2 separate regions of the Mus musculus genome follow, and region 2 is linked to region 1. The links are chromatin contacts, called in public HiChIP or PLAC-seq maps. All regions are on one chromosome and are shown on one strand. The core of a region is the stretch at or near the end of the contact, and the rest is flanking DNA. Distances in the headings are between cores, read along the strand shown.

The links. HiChIP or PLAC-seq counts read pairs in DNA pulled down with a chosen protein or histone mark.
Region 2: an H3K4me3 HiChIP or PLAC-seq map of bone marrow-derived macrophages shows a contact between it and region 1, with 5 times the contacts expected there. The contact joins the promoter of Dhrs9 here to the enhancer-like site in region 1. A contact is called at or near these places in 6 of 39 promoter capture datasets (the 3T3-L1 cell line, cranial neural crest, frontonasal cranial neural crest and 3 more), 1 of 115 datasets of contacts at active chromatin or transcription factors (bone marrow-derived macrophages) and 1 of 9 other capture datasets (pancreatic islet).

The regions. Positions count from the first base shown.
Region 1 is chr2:68,820,501-68,827,381 of GRCm38.p6, forward strand. The region is part of intron 3 of Gm36231 (a long non-coding RNA gene); the gene reads right to left. It overlaps Gm36174 (a long non-coding RNA gene), which reads left to right and starts at 1,881. Exons shown (of 3, transcript XR_374615.1): 1 at 1,881-2,092; 2 at 2,716-2,833; 3 at 3,278-3,338. Within about 2 kb of position 4,796, at least 87 of the 459 cell types and tissues checked have an H3K27ac peak or open chromatin away from gene starts, as enhancers often do. A contact at or near this core is called in bone marrow-derived macrophages and neutrophils, where this site is marked.
Region 2 is chr2:69,377,805-69,384,952 of GRCm38.p6, forward strand. It overlaps Dhrs9 (dehydrogenase/reductase (SDR family) member 9), which reads left to right and starts at 2,658. Exons shown (of 5, transcript NM_175512.2): 1 at 2,658-2,827. It overlaps Gm36393 (a long non-coding RNA gene), which reads right to left. Exons shown (of 6, transcript XR_003953850.1): 5 at 2,648-4,499; 6 at 1,047-1,218.

The sequences.
Region 1 (6,881 bases), core at 3,546-6,045:
TTCAAATGTTATCCCCTTTCCTAGTTTCCCCTCCCAAAACCACCCTCCTCCTATCCCTTTCCCCCTCCCCCTGCTCACCAACCCACCCACTCCTGCTTCCTGGCCCTGGCCCTGGCCCTGGCATTCCCCTACACTGATGCATAGAGCCTTCACAGGACTAAGGGCCTCTCCTCCCATTGATGACCAACTAGGTCAGCTGGAGCCATGGGTCCCTCCATGTGTATTCTTTTGGTTGGTGGTTTAGTCCCTGGGAGCTCTGGGGGGTACTGGTTAGTTCATATTGTTGTTCCTCCTATGGAGCTGCAAACCCCTTCAGCACCTTGGGTCCTTTCTCTAGCTCCCTCATTGGGGATCCTACGCTCAGCCCAATGGATGGCTGTGAGCATCCACTTCTGTATTTGTCAGGCACTAGCAGAGCCTCTCAGGGGACAGCTATATTAGGCTGCAAGGTTATTTTTGCAGAGAACATCACAGAAGAGTTGGTTTCAGTGTTTCCCAGGGAATTCCCAACACTGACGTTTCTCCTTCTGTGTCATTTCAGGATGCTGACATCCTTGCCTGACCTCATGCAGCAGTGTATGTGTGTGTGTGGGGGGGCGGGGGCTTTCAGGGGGCTCCTGCCGGTGGGTCTACTTACATCTAACTAAAATGAAGGCCAAGTTCAATGCTAGTAAAGTCTTTAATTCTTCCCTAGGATGATGTTTTGTTTCATAAGAAAACACTCTTAAAGACCTTTGTTTCATATTAACCAATCTTCTACCAAGCCATGGATTTATCTCTGTCAAGCCACCAAAGGCTTTCCACTATTTTTAAATCACTGGGTTCCAAGGACCAATGTAGAATCTTTAACATTCCCTCCAGAAAGGACTGTGATTCCCCAAATCAAGCGTAGGAAGGAAGCCTTCTCACCGTGCTCTCGTTGCTACAGATAGCCAAGTTTCAATAACTATTTTATGGTTTTTTCTCCCAGTGTCTCTATTGGATGCCTTTTGGAGGAGCACATGTGTGCCTGTGAGACTTTACCAAGGACTCCCTCCACCAAGTAGCACCCTAAGATGGCGTCCAAGTCCTGGCTTCAGCTAGGGTTACTCTCCACTCCACTGTTGCAAGTCCAGCCCACAGTCCCTATTTCTGGAGACTGCAAAATAAGGATCGCATTAACTCCTACTTCACAGCATTGGGTCAGTTAAAGACGCTGCGGAAGGAAGGGCCAAGACTGACTAACTGCCTAGAAGAGTTCTGTAGTTCACCGGGACTGAAGCCCAACCCAATGATAACCTGTGAAACTTACTAATAGTGCTAAATATCCCACCTGTTTCCCAAATATCCTCACACTGTTGGGAAAATGAGTGATGAGCAAGTCCTTTTCTAAGCATGCTCTGTCCCTGGGAGCATGCAAAACAGAACAAAACAAGTCAAAAACAAAACAAAAGCCAACCAAATCAACCAGCCAGCCCTGAAGGTCAACATATTAAAAACTATGGTCTTCTGGGGGCATGTTTTTCACATGTATGCCCATTTTGCTAGGAGGTGAATGCATTTAAGTAGCTGAAGGTGGGTGAACACCAACTGAGGCCAGTACAGACACATTTGAGAGCAGATCACAGCTTAAGTGTCCTCCACACACTGCCTGAACTTTCAGGCCTTTATTGTCACCTGGGTCTAGGTTAATTTTTCTGTGACTTAGGACCCATAGAGATGTACTATTTTTTTTTTAATTTCTCCCAGGCTAGCACCTGTTAACTCACTTCAATTGCCACAGGGTTGGTGTTCAAAGGACAAACTTGAATTGGCCAATGGGGGGTGAGGGTGGGGGAGGTAACACAATAAAAGCACAGAGAGACCTATGTGGATTGCACAATTCATTTCAAAGCCCTTTACTCCCGGTGTATCTTTCTCCAGACCTTCCCTTGGTGCACTGGATACCCTTGCTGTGTAGTAAAGAGTTAAAAATAGAGGGCAGGGTTTTCTTCTTCTCTTTTGCTAACAGCTGAGCCAAGGAGTGTGGAGGCTGCTCCAGGTCCTAGAACACGGTGCCTGGGTTCATTTCGCAGATTTGGTCCTAAGCTTGTCAAGTCCCCTACCAGCTCCTGTAAGTCTGGACCTCTGTTTGAGCTCCGCTTATCCTGTGTTCCAAATGCAGTTTTCCTCCTGCATTTCTGTAGCTGCTTAACAGCACACTTGCTTTATTTTTAAATGCCACCAGGTGGTGCCTAAACAGACACCAGAGCCCAAAGTTGACCCACATTATTCATTTTGGGTAAATTATAGTGAGTTTATTGAATATGCTTACTTTCATTATAAATACAAAAACTATACCCTTGAAATATGAAGTAGTGTTTAACTACATTGTGGTCATTACATTTTGCAGTACCACAGCTAATATTTGTACTTGGCTGTACCATGTGCCAGATGTATTCACATTGTTTCTTTCTTCAAAACTGACGTGGGGGTGGGGGTGGGAGTGGGGGGTGGGGTGCGGGGTGGGGTGGGGTGGGGTGCAGGGTCACTCGCGTGGAGGTCAGAGGACAGCTTGTGGACTCTGGCTCTTTCCTTCCACAGTGCAGACCCCAGGGATTTAACTCAGGTCACCAGGCCTGATAGTAAATGTTGTCCCATCTCCTTGGCCTCACATCATTACACCTGTGGATGTTTCTAAGAGTGCCTTGAAGTCCAGTCCGTGGAGTAAGTGATTTCATTTATTCCTCTTCATAGGTGACAGAAAGACTAGACAAGATGGCGGAGGTCACACGAGTGCTGGGAAATGAAGAAGGGCTTCAAGCTGCTCCTCCGATTTTAAAGCCAAGCAATGTGCCTAGCACTGTGCTGCTGTGTAAGTAGGTGAAGGGAAGAAACAACGCAGTTCACATCCTATAAACCCTGGTCTAAAGCCACAGGACTGCTGCCGCTGCCCACCAGCTATGTGAATCTCACGGTGCTGTGCAAGCTATGTCCTAAGTGTGACAGCCACATTTTCCCTGTTCTGTGGCTGAGGCCAACACAGCATTCACCTGCCTACTTGGAGCTTCAGTCTTTCGTTGCTCTTTCTGGGTTGTTTTGTTTTGTAATGAGAGGCTGATCTGACCTTTGCTTTACCCCCCCTTGAACAAAAGCCCTTAAAACATGACAGACATCTAAATTGACGTGTAAATACATGATTGCTTCTTTCTCGGTATAGAAAAGAAAAACAAAACATTTCCCTGGTAACCAGGTTGCTATACTCTCACAGGAAGCTCAGCTTTATTAAAAGCTAAAATCTGTCTTTTTCTTCTTAAAGGAGCCAGACAATGACCTTCCCCCGGAGCAATTAAAAGATGTTTTCAAAGTTGTTTTTTAAACCGTTCAAATGTGCTTTCTCTCATGCCTGTCTTTACGTGGACGGACATGTGCCAAGCCAGTGACATTGTAAGCGTATATGGAAGGGGAAAGCGGTGACAATTGTTAAGGGCCTCCTGCAATAGACATTCTTTTAATGGTGTAAAATGTTATGACCTCTCATTTTAATCTTTACAAGAACCTCACACAGTGAGTACCTTTATTATCTGTATGCTCTACATGACGACGCCAAGGCTTAAAGAGGGGAAGGAGCCTGAGAGCAAGCTGAGCAATGGAGCAAAGATTCATGCCTGAAGGTGCTAGGACACGGGCTTGGGTCTGTGTGGCTTTGTGTTCCATTCACCTTAAGGCTTCCTATGTTTTGGGGAAAGTCTTTGCCTTGTGTCCTGTGGAAGTAGATTCTAATGGACTCGTGCTAATCATGTTGGGGTGGTTTGAAAGGAAGTTTGAATGTCAGGAATCTATCTTGCATGTGCCTCTAATGTTAAGACCTAGATAAGAAAGAGGCCTTGTGGAGCTGAGACATTTAAGTTCATTGGGCTCTAATGCATACCTTTGGAGTTGTATGCTAAAGACTTGGAAAGGTCATTGTAACTATCTTAGCTGCTTCTCTAGTGTAAGTTCTATCAGACAGTCACTGACTACTGACTGTGAGCCAAAGCACTGTGCTGGGAGCAGTGGCCAGGAAATGACACCGGAAACAAGGACACAGCAGCCACCAACGTTTATTCAATGCACATGCATTGCATGGGCTATTTATGAGCTAGTTATTTATTTGGTACTAGGAACATACAATTACACTGGGTCTTTCTTCTTCTTCTTCTTCTTTTTTTTTTTTTTTTCGAGACAGGGTTTCTCTGTGTAGCCCTGGCTGTCTTGGAACTCTGTAGACCAAGCTGGCCTCAGAAATTCGCCTGCCTCTGCCTCCCAAGTGCTGGGATTAAAGGCGTGCGCCACCACGCCTGGCTACACTGGGTCTTTCTTATTTTAAAATATTTTCCAGATGGAAGAGGAAGAGAACAAACGCATGTCTCAATAAAACATGGTAGTACTGAAACAGAAGTGTATTTTAGGTATTATGGCTTCAGAGGATGCCTTAGGGCAGCGCCTCTCAACCTGTGGGTCATCACCTCTTTCACAGGGTTTATGCTACCTCTGGTTGATATCCCTGAGAGATCTCTTTTCTGAAGAGGAACTTAGGGAGGATGTGGGGGAGGGGACACTGGGAGGAGGGGAGGGAGGGGAGCCTGTGGTCAGGATGTATTGTATAAGAGAAGAATAAATCTTTTAAAAAGACCCAAGACCATAGGAAAACAGATATTTACATTAATTTATAACTGTAGTAAAATTAGCCACAAAATACTTTTATGGTTGGGGGAGGGGTCACCAGAACATAAGGAACTGTATTAAAGGGTGACAGCATTAGGGAGGTTGAGAAAGGGAGGGTAAAAAATTTCCTCAATCTTGAAAAAGGAAGACAGGTCTCAGTGTTTATATGAAGATCAGTTGAAAAGGGCTTTAGTGATGCCCAGGCTGGAATATTTCCTAGGTTGGTAATGAATTGGGCTGTGGTAAGATTCACCCCTGCCTTTAGTTTTTGGCCTCTCAAGGGTCTCCACACTAGTGAACTTGGACCCCCAGCCCTGCACTGGTCCCTCCTGTTAACAGTCTAGCTCTCATTACTTCCTCTTTCTAGCTCTGGTTACTTCCCCTCCTGCCTATTCCTCCACACACCCCTACTCACACCGCACTGGTCTTCTCGTCCCTCAAGGCCTGATCAGATCCAACTTCTCGTCTGAAGCCTCCAAGCCCACGCCTCCTCCTTAGAGTGGGGACGCTGCTCCCTGACCCCACCATGCTTCACTTCTGTGGGAAGATTTAGCTAGGTCCTCTCTGCGCCTATCTTTCCATTCAGGCTAATCAAGATCAGGGACTTAACCTAGGCTGCAATGAGGCAGAGCCTGCCTCCCTCCTGCTGTGGAAGCTGAAGGTGGGGCTTTTCTCTGCTTCCCGGAAGACAGAGGTTGGGAAAGACACAACAGCAGGGCTGTACCAATCATGTGAATTTACAAACTGCCATCTTTACATTTCTCCTTTCCAATACAATTAGGGACTGATATTCCATTAGGAAAGGAGTGGGGGAATTACTTGAATTTCATCTCAGGAGAGTCCTGGTGGCAGTCTAAACTAATTGGCATTTAGAGACCCACAGTTAAACATTAGGAGGAGCTTGGGGAAATTCTGCGGGGGGGGGGGGGTAATGGGGGGGTTGGAATTGAGGAGCCAGTGGGATAAGACACCAGGAGAACAGGGTCCACAGAATTAACTAAGTAGGGCTTATAGGGGCTCACAGAGACTGATGTAGCTATCACGGAGCACATATGCTGTGGTTGTTTAGCTTGGAGGGTTTTGTTGGACTTCTAACAATGGGGGAGTGTCTCGATTCCTTTGCCCACTCTTAGGACTCTTTCCCTCCTACTAGTTTGCCTAGCCCAGGCTTGACAGGAGAGTTTGTGCCTGGTCTTATTGCATCTTGTTATGTCATGTCCTGTTGATATTCCCAAGAGGTTCTCTTTTCTGAAGAAAAGTGAAGTTGTGTGTGTGTGTGTGTGTGTGTGTGTGTGTGTGTGTGTGTGTGTGTGTGTGATGCACTGGGAGGAGGAGAGGGAGGGCAGTCCATGGTCAGGATACATTGTCACTTTCAATAAATACACAATGACTGTGTATTTGTGGGGTACAGCGTGACAGTTGAATTCATCACTCATCTTGTATGACAATAAAACTATGGGCTCAGCATATTCATCACCCTTAGCATTCTGTTGTGATATGGATATTCAGTCCTCAGTTCTGTGCTCTTGGACTATACACTGCACTGTTGTCGCCCGTGGAATTCACAGGAAAAAACACACATGCTCCATATTGTATTTCACTCATGGCCTTGGATGGTGGCTGTCTTAGCACTAGGTGTTTTTGCTGGAGGCTCAACAAGGCTGAAGGGAACATGCCTTTCAAACTGTAGAACCACCAACTGAAGGTATTTGGTAAACACTTAAATTTTTTTAAGGGAGATTTAAATTTTTTAAAGATTATTTTTATTTTTATTTTTATGTGGACGCGTGTACTGCCTACATGTACAACAGGTGTGCCTGGCACCTGCAGAGACCAGAAGAGGACATCTAATTTCCTGGGACTGGGGTGACAGGTGGTTATGGGCTACCTGGTGGGTGCTAGGGACTGAAATCCCATTCTCTGCAAGAGTAGCGAATGCTCTTAACCACTGAGCCACCCTCTATCCCTAGAAGCCTCACTTTTTTTTTAAACTTTACAAATTGGATATTTTCTTTATTCAAATGTTATCCCCTTTCCAAGTTCCCTACCCTGCTTCTATGAGGGTGCTCCCCCACCCAGCCACCCACTCCTGCCTCACTAACCTAGCATTCCTCTACACTGGGGCTTCAAGCCTTCACAGGACCAAGAGCCTCTCCTACCATTGATGCCAGATAAGGCCTCTTCAGCTCCTTCAGTCCTCCATTGGGATCCCTGTG
Region 2 (7,148 bases), core at 1,408-3,907, 560 kb after region 1:
CATAAACAAAGGTAGTGTCGGTGTATAAAGTGGGGTGGGACAAAAGACAGGTTTCTCTTGTACAGAAAATAAGAAAGCCATCTATTGACCGAGGGAGGAGGAAGCACAAGGTCTGATCTTACATACTGGAAGTCATAAAGCCATTCCGAGCTAGTCAGAGAGCTGAGAGTGTCTGTGCGCAGAGTATTCATGGATCCCACCAGGAAGCAGAAAGATCACGTGCCCTGCGGGCTGACCTTAGGCGAGCCATACCAGACATACACCTGGACCACTAAGTCTGCTGTGGGGGTGGGGGAGGGGTAAGTGCTTTTCTCCACAGGGCTCCCTTCTCAAGATTCTCTGTGGTTGGACCAGAGATTCCCTCAGATCAGCACGGGTACAAGAAGTCTGATAGATGCTGACTAGGGCAGCTGGGAACTGAGGTAGTTCATTGAGTTTGGAAAGAGAAGAGATGGGGATACTCTTAGGTAGCTACAGACTTAGAAGAAAAGGGAGAGTTGGGTGTTTAGTGTGCTGTCGAAGTTCACTCCTATGTAGCTACAACCAAACTAACAACATAAAATTAAATGTGGGCAAATTCCACACTCTTAAAAGACGAAATAGAAGAAAAACCAAATGTCACTTTGGTGATACACACACACACACACACACATACACACACCCCACAGGTCATTTTTGATGACAGGAAGCCTGATGTAGGGATAATTCTGAACAAAGTAGCATTTTCTTGGTTTGTTTTTTGTTTTGTTTTGTTTTTCCAGACAGGGTTTCTCTGTATAGCCCTGGCTGTCCTGGAACTCACTTTGTAGACCAGGCTGGCCTGGAACTCAGAAATCTGCCTGCCTCTGCCTCCCGAGTGCTGGGATTAAAGGCGTGCGCCACCACGCCTGCTCAAAGTATCGATTTCAAAGGTAACATTCTTTCACTTGTGAAAAACAAAGGGGGTGGAGCTTCTTCTTTCTTTCTGTCTTTCTTTCTTTCTTTCTTTTGTTTGTGTGTCTATTTGTGTTACACACACACACACACACACACACACACACACACACACACACACCACAATGCACATGTGGTCAGAGGACAACTTTCAGGAACCAATTCTCTCCTTCTACCATGAGGAGATCTTGCAGATTGAAGTTGGTCTGTCACGTTTTCGAGGCGGCATCTTTTACCCTCTGATGGTGAATGATTACCGTCTCACTGGCCCTCACAGCTGACATCCTAAAGGGACAGAGCAAAACGAAGCAGAACTCAGTATGTAACTTTGAACATGGCTGCGATTTCAGCCTGGAGACAGGGCTGCTAACAAATGATTCCATTCGTGAACACCTTTGTCAATACCCAGCTGACAAGCTGAGGAAGGGGTTGTTTTAACCCCACCCCCACCTCTACCCCACATGCCTAGACACTGAACCTTTCAGTTTTATCAACAGTACTGAGAGACCACGCCAAGTAGAGGGCAAGAATTCCCAACCATAGCATGCAAATCAGGCTCGACATTTCATTTTTTTTAAGTCCATTTGGGGAATTTTTAAAAACAGAGCGGCACTGAGTGAGATTATTGAGTAGAGCTTGCAAAAGGTGTAACCTTTTCTTTGGCCTTTCCCTTCAGTCCTCCAGGACCACCCAGGTGCCTGAGGCTCTCTCCACCTCTCAGAAATAATAGCCTGCTTATAAGGAGGATTAATTACCATAGCTGTCTTCATATGGATTTCAATCCATGAGGTTTTTCTCTGAGGCCACAAGTTTGTGCCTGTACTCTGTATTGAGCGTTATTAAAGGGGGAAAGTATATTTTGCATATATCAGGTACCCCAAATATTTTTCTGGATAAACTAGTCTTTTGTCGTTGTGGAGGAACTAGGAACCACACCTACCTAATTTAAAAAGCAGTAGCCCTGTCTAGACTCCGGTAGAGGGATGGGCTCTTTCATTTGCTTGCTCTGAGGAGGAAATAGTAACTACTCTTCAAGAAGGAACAGAGCAGAGGTGGAAGCAGAAGAATACAGCTTGAAATTAGAAGTAAAACTTCAGTGCACTGTTGGCTTGCCTGTACTATCATGAGTAGGAGAGGCTGGGGGGGGGGGGGAGTTGGCAAGCTGCAGGGAAGGTGGGTGGCATCTCATCCCCCACCCCTTACAGCTTCAGCTGGCACCAAGCAATGCCAGGTCTGCTGGAAGCAGCTCTGGAAAAGGCCAGCTGGAGGTGAGGGGGCAGTCCTTTCTCGTTTTCACTTCCAGAGACATTTTCTAGATGTTTTGTCATACCTTAAAACACAAATTAGGAAAAGAAACCACAAATCATTCCCAAACCATATTTGGTCATTTATTATGTTGATCTTCTTGCTCATAAAAATTGTTTGTTTGTTTGTTTGTTTGTTTGTTTGTTTTTCAGTGAAATGATCAGTTCCTTGCACCAGGAGATTTACAAAAGATACAAAATAATTTTTTTTTAAAAAAGCTTCTTAGTTACTTGATTTCAGCCTCCTCCTTTGGTCAAGATAGCATGAGTAGTTTTCTCTAGCTAGCCACACTTAATTTATAAAAAGCACTGACGATTCCTTTGGAAACCTGTGACCTACAATCTCCCCGCCCTCCATCCACGGAGGAGAGACTTAGTCACCACTTGGTGTTGCAATAGGTGTGACTCACTGAGAGAAGTGGAAGTCTTCACACATGCAGGTCTCAGAGCTCCGCAGACCGCAGGCACCTTGAGAGGATCAGCTTGACGGAGCTGCACTTCCTTCCCCTGGACCACAGCAGGAAGGTGACAATCTGCAGCAGCGGAGCAAGTCGCCCTCAGCTTCTGCACTGCGAGTCATCTTCAGCGAGGTAACCGATGACTGTCCGATCGTTTGTCCCTTCACTCATGTCCTTGATTTTCCGTGTTCCTATAGAACAAACCAAGTTGTCTTTCAGCTGAGGTCAACTGTGCTTCTTTAACAGTTTGAGAAGGATGGGAGCAAAGTCCATCTCATACAGAAATGATCTGGGCGGCCCAGGAACTTGACTGAAACTCTCCTAGGACAGGGCTCTGTGACTATCCTGTAGCATCCTGCAGTCACAACCAAATACCTCTCTGTCTCTCTCCCTCCCTCCCTCCCTCATCACTCAATTCCTATTTGGCATCTTCTGTGGCTTTGAAGACTAATGAGAAATTGGTGACCTCAGCTTTCCAAGAGTTGTGGACATGTTAAAGAGTGCCTGGGGGTGGACCCATAACCACCAAGTGCGGACTAATCTGTTTCTCCACCTACTTTCCCAGTATTATCAGTTTCTGTAAACACATGTAGATGAACACTAAACTAGAAAAGAAAAACAATGTTGGGGATGAAGAAAAGTATTTCTAAGGAGCATGCTGGCCCAGGGTTCTGAGCTGTCAGAAAGAAAAAAAAATCCACATTTTATGATAAAGTGACTTGATATTTCAGATGCTCATGCACACACTAGGGTTTCAGCTGGTGGGGGCAATAATTCTGTAAAGCCTTGTGACACTCTTGGCCCAAAGCTAGGGTCCGGGTTTTATATATCTTAGTGTCACCTGGCACATATTAAATGCTCTGAAATACCCTTGGCTAGATGAGGCATGATGTAAGAATGGAAAGTTCTTTCATTTTTTGTGCTGGATATTTTCACATTTGAAAATGGTGTCCAAGTTTTAGACTAAACCTTTATACAAGGAAAACTTGTTACTTCATACATTGCAAGAGACAAGACCCTTGTGACAAATGTCATATTCTCAAGGGATATAATTTAAAAACACTAACATTTTCCTCTGGAGCAAAGCTAACTGTGGTTAAAAGACAGTGAGAGATTTGAGTATGCTCACTGGAGTGATACACACATATACTCAATTCTAAACTTCCTTTGGGACCATACGTTATAATAGCATTCTGCATGAAATCCCTTCCAGCTAGCAGTTAGTATTTTGTGGTCATAGATTTAAGAGTGACTCCTAATGTGCCATTACCGTCAGAAGGCACACAGACAAAACAATAAACCCAAAAGGACTTTAGGAGATTAATATTCATTCGCAAAGATGCTCTGGTAAATTGCTTTAATTTAAGAGTGTTCTCCTTAGACGTGTTTGTCCCTCTGGTGAGGCAGGACAGCCCCTGCTGGAGCTGCAGAGGAAGCACAGTTGAGAACTTCTCCCACCACCCACTGGGCGTGGAGCTGTGCCCTTCCGCAGGGACTCTGGTGAAATGTAACTAAGGAAACGTCTCTTCTTCCTGTTCTGGGAGGGAACTCACCATTCCAGGATGCCGAGTACCATCTCACCTTGGCTATGTCATCACCACGGCTAATATGCTTTTCACCAGATTCACAACAGAACAATTGCTGTTTCCTGCAAACATATTTTGTGTTGGGGTCCTTGGCTCCATCTTTTAATCCATCTTAGATTTTTTTTTCAGGTGTCCAACTTTAATCTTCCTCTTCAAGCGAGTGCATCTCCTTACCCATATGACCTCATTTGTATCACCAGACTCTCAGGTCCCATTTCCTTAGAGCAAAGTATACCAGACATCACTGAAAGGCCACATAAAGGTGTTTTGTTTTGTTTTGTTTTGCTTTGCTTTGTTTTGTTTTGTTTTGTTTTACTTCAGTAAAAAGGCAAAATATAAAGAATAAGTTCTGAGTATTAAACCATATATGCTGTTTCTAAATTAAGAAGCTCACATGTTCCAGGGTGTTCATTATTAAGAACACTTGCACTCCATAAGAAAAATCAGAAGATATTTCAGACAGACATCAACACTAAATGTTTTCTTTTTTCTTTTTCTTTCTTTCTTTTTTTTACTAAATGTTTTCTATTTGATTCATCTTGGTACAACTGTACCAAGTCTGTGGTTGATCCAGAGACTGCAACAAATTGAAGGTCAATAAAGATTTAATAAACTCCCAGTGTTTTCTGAAAGAGAATCTTCCATGGAGTTTTGTGGACAGAAAATAAGCTGAGCTGGGAGGAACCATTTAGAAAGAACTCTACCATCTAAGAAAGACTTTGAACATTACGGTTTATTTTTGTCTTGTCGCCTGTTTTCTACCAGTGGAGGGAGGCAACTAATAGAACTAAAATCAACAGGGTTTATTTTAAGTGTCCACTAAGAAACCTAGGAAGAGAACCCAGAAAGGGGAAGTGGAGCTCACTGCGGAGCATAGCGTTTTCTGACAGCTCTGACTTCTACCTGACAAATGAAGGCGAGATTCAGCCTCCTTTCATGGCTCCCTCCGAATCTCTGTTGTATGACAGAGTACTTCTGATAAAATGTTTTCATCCCTCCTAGCAACCGATGACACTGTGAAATATGATGGTTGTGTATGCTCAACCCAGGGAGTGGCACTATTTGGAGGTGTGGCCTTGTTGGAATAGGTGTGTCACTGTGGGTATAGGGTTTATGTAATACATTAGTCCTATCTGCCTGGAAGTCAGTCTTCTACTAGCAGCCTTCAGATGAAGATGTTGAACCCTCAGCTCCTCCTGCACCATGCCTGCCTGGATGCTACCATGCTCCCACCTTGATGATAATGGACTGAATCTCTGAACCTATAAGCCAGCCCCAATTAAACGTTGTCCTTATATGACTTGCCTTGGTCGTGGTGTCTGTTCACAGCAGTAAAACCCTAACTAAAACAGATGTGATCTTCTCCACATTGCTCTTCCATGTTCTTTTTCACAGTTTAAGCTGCCCAGGGAAAAGTCAGTTCTAAACACCGTGTAGCAAATATTCTAATTTGTGATATTTGACCCAGTTCCCCAAATACCATGATGATTAAATGAGATGCGTATTGTGAGATTTCTGGGATATGATCCTGAACTTTTTCATGACCTAAATTGGAAGTGAGAACACTACGTTCCTGTCCTGGTCACTCTCTCCCTTTGTCTTAGAGTTCAGAGATCTCAGAAATGGGTCCAGGGGTCATCATAACTTCCTCTCTTCCTTCTGCCCTGCCTATTGCTCTTCCATCGAAGGCCAAGCATCACACACAACACCGAGATGGTAGAGAAGTAGGCACAGAGCCTAGATGCCAGAGCCCAGTGAGAAGGCAGGCAGCACGGGTGGGATCAGAGGGGTCTGTCCCAGAGTCACCCAAAATCATAGCTCGTACCTTGGACCAATTAGCCTGCATTTCTGAATTCGTTTCTTCTAGAAAGATGTTTGTTTGTTTGTTTGTTTGTTTGTTTACTTGGGGTGTTTGAAACAGGAGCACATTGTGTTCTCCAGGCTGGTCTCTCTCTCTTTCCTATCTTTATCTCCAAGTGCTGAGATTGCAGACTTGAGTTACCACACCCAGAAGAAGAAGGAAATAATTTTATCAGGAAGTTTCAGATAAATATCTACAGGTCCAGGCAACCGCCTAGAACAGGGTTTCTTATGCTTCTCACACTTGTCCAAGAAACACAGACTTATATAGTCCCAACTATATAGATCTATAGAACAGGCATACAAAGCAAACATTTACTGACAAGTCATAAAGAAATTTATTTTGAAACAATTCTCTTGGATACACATAATTTTATCAAGTATTGACAATGAAAACAAATTTGCATACTGATGAAAGATGTGCTTGGTTATTTAAAAATAAAGAGCTAAACCTTAGCTAAATATTTGATACTACAGGCTACATCATCTTCAACATTTTTCCGAGTTGACTGACATTTTGATTGTTAATACTGAGAATATCACTGGCATGAATATATGGGGCAAAATGGCAGAAATTTGCTTAAGGCAATTTCAAAATTGTTGAAAATTTTCTCCTAATTCTAAGCCTGAAATTCATTTGATGATTTTTTTAAATGAAGCTCAACAACTCAAACAGCAGGTTTTTTTTTTTAATTAAGGATTTGCTTATTTTATTTTTATGTGTATAAGTGTTTTCCCTGAATGTATACATAAACTTCTTTGGAAGACAGAAGGTGCCAGATCATCTGGAAGGAGAGGACCACTATGTGGGTGCTGGGAACCAACCCCATGTGCTCTACAGGAGTGGCAAGAGCTCCTAACCACTGAGCCTTCTCTCTGTCCCCTCCAAAAGTAACTTTTATAATCAAATGCTCCATCACAATCCAATCCAAAGACATCCCAGTGTGGTACTTCCATGAGGAAGAATAACTAAGAAAATATTAAGCCCTTCCTTCCCGTAATTTATT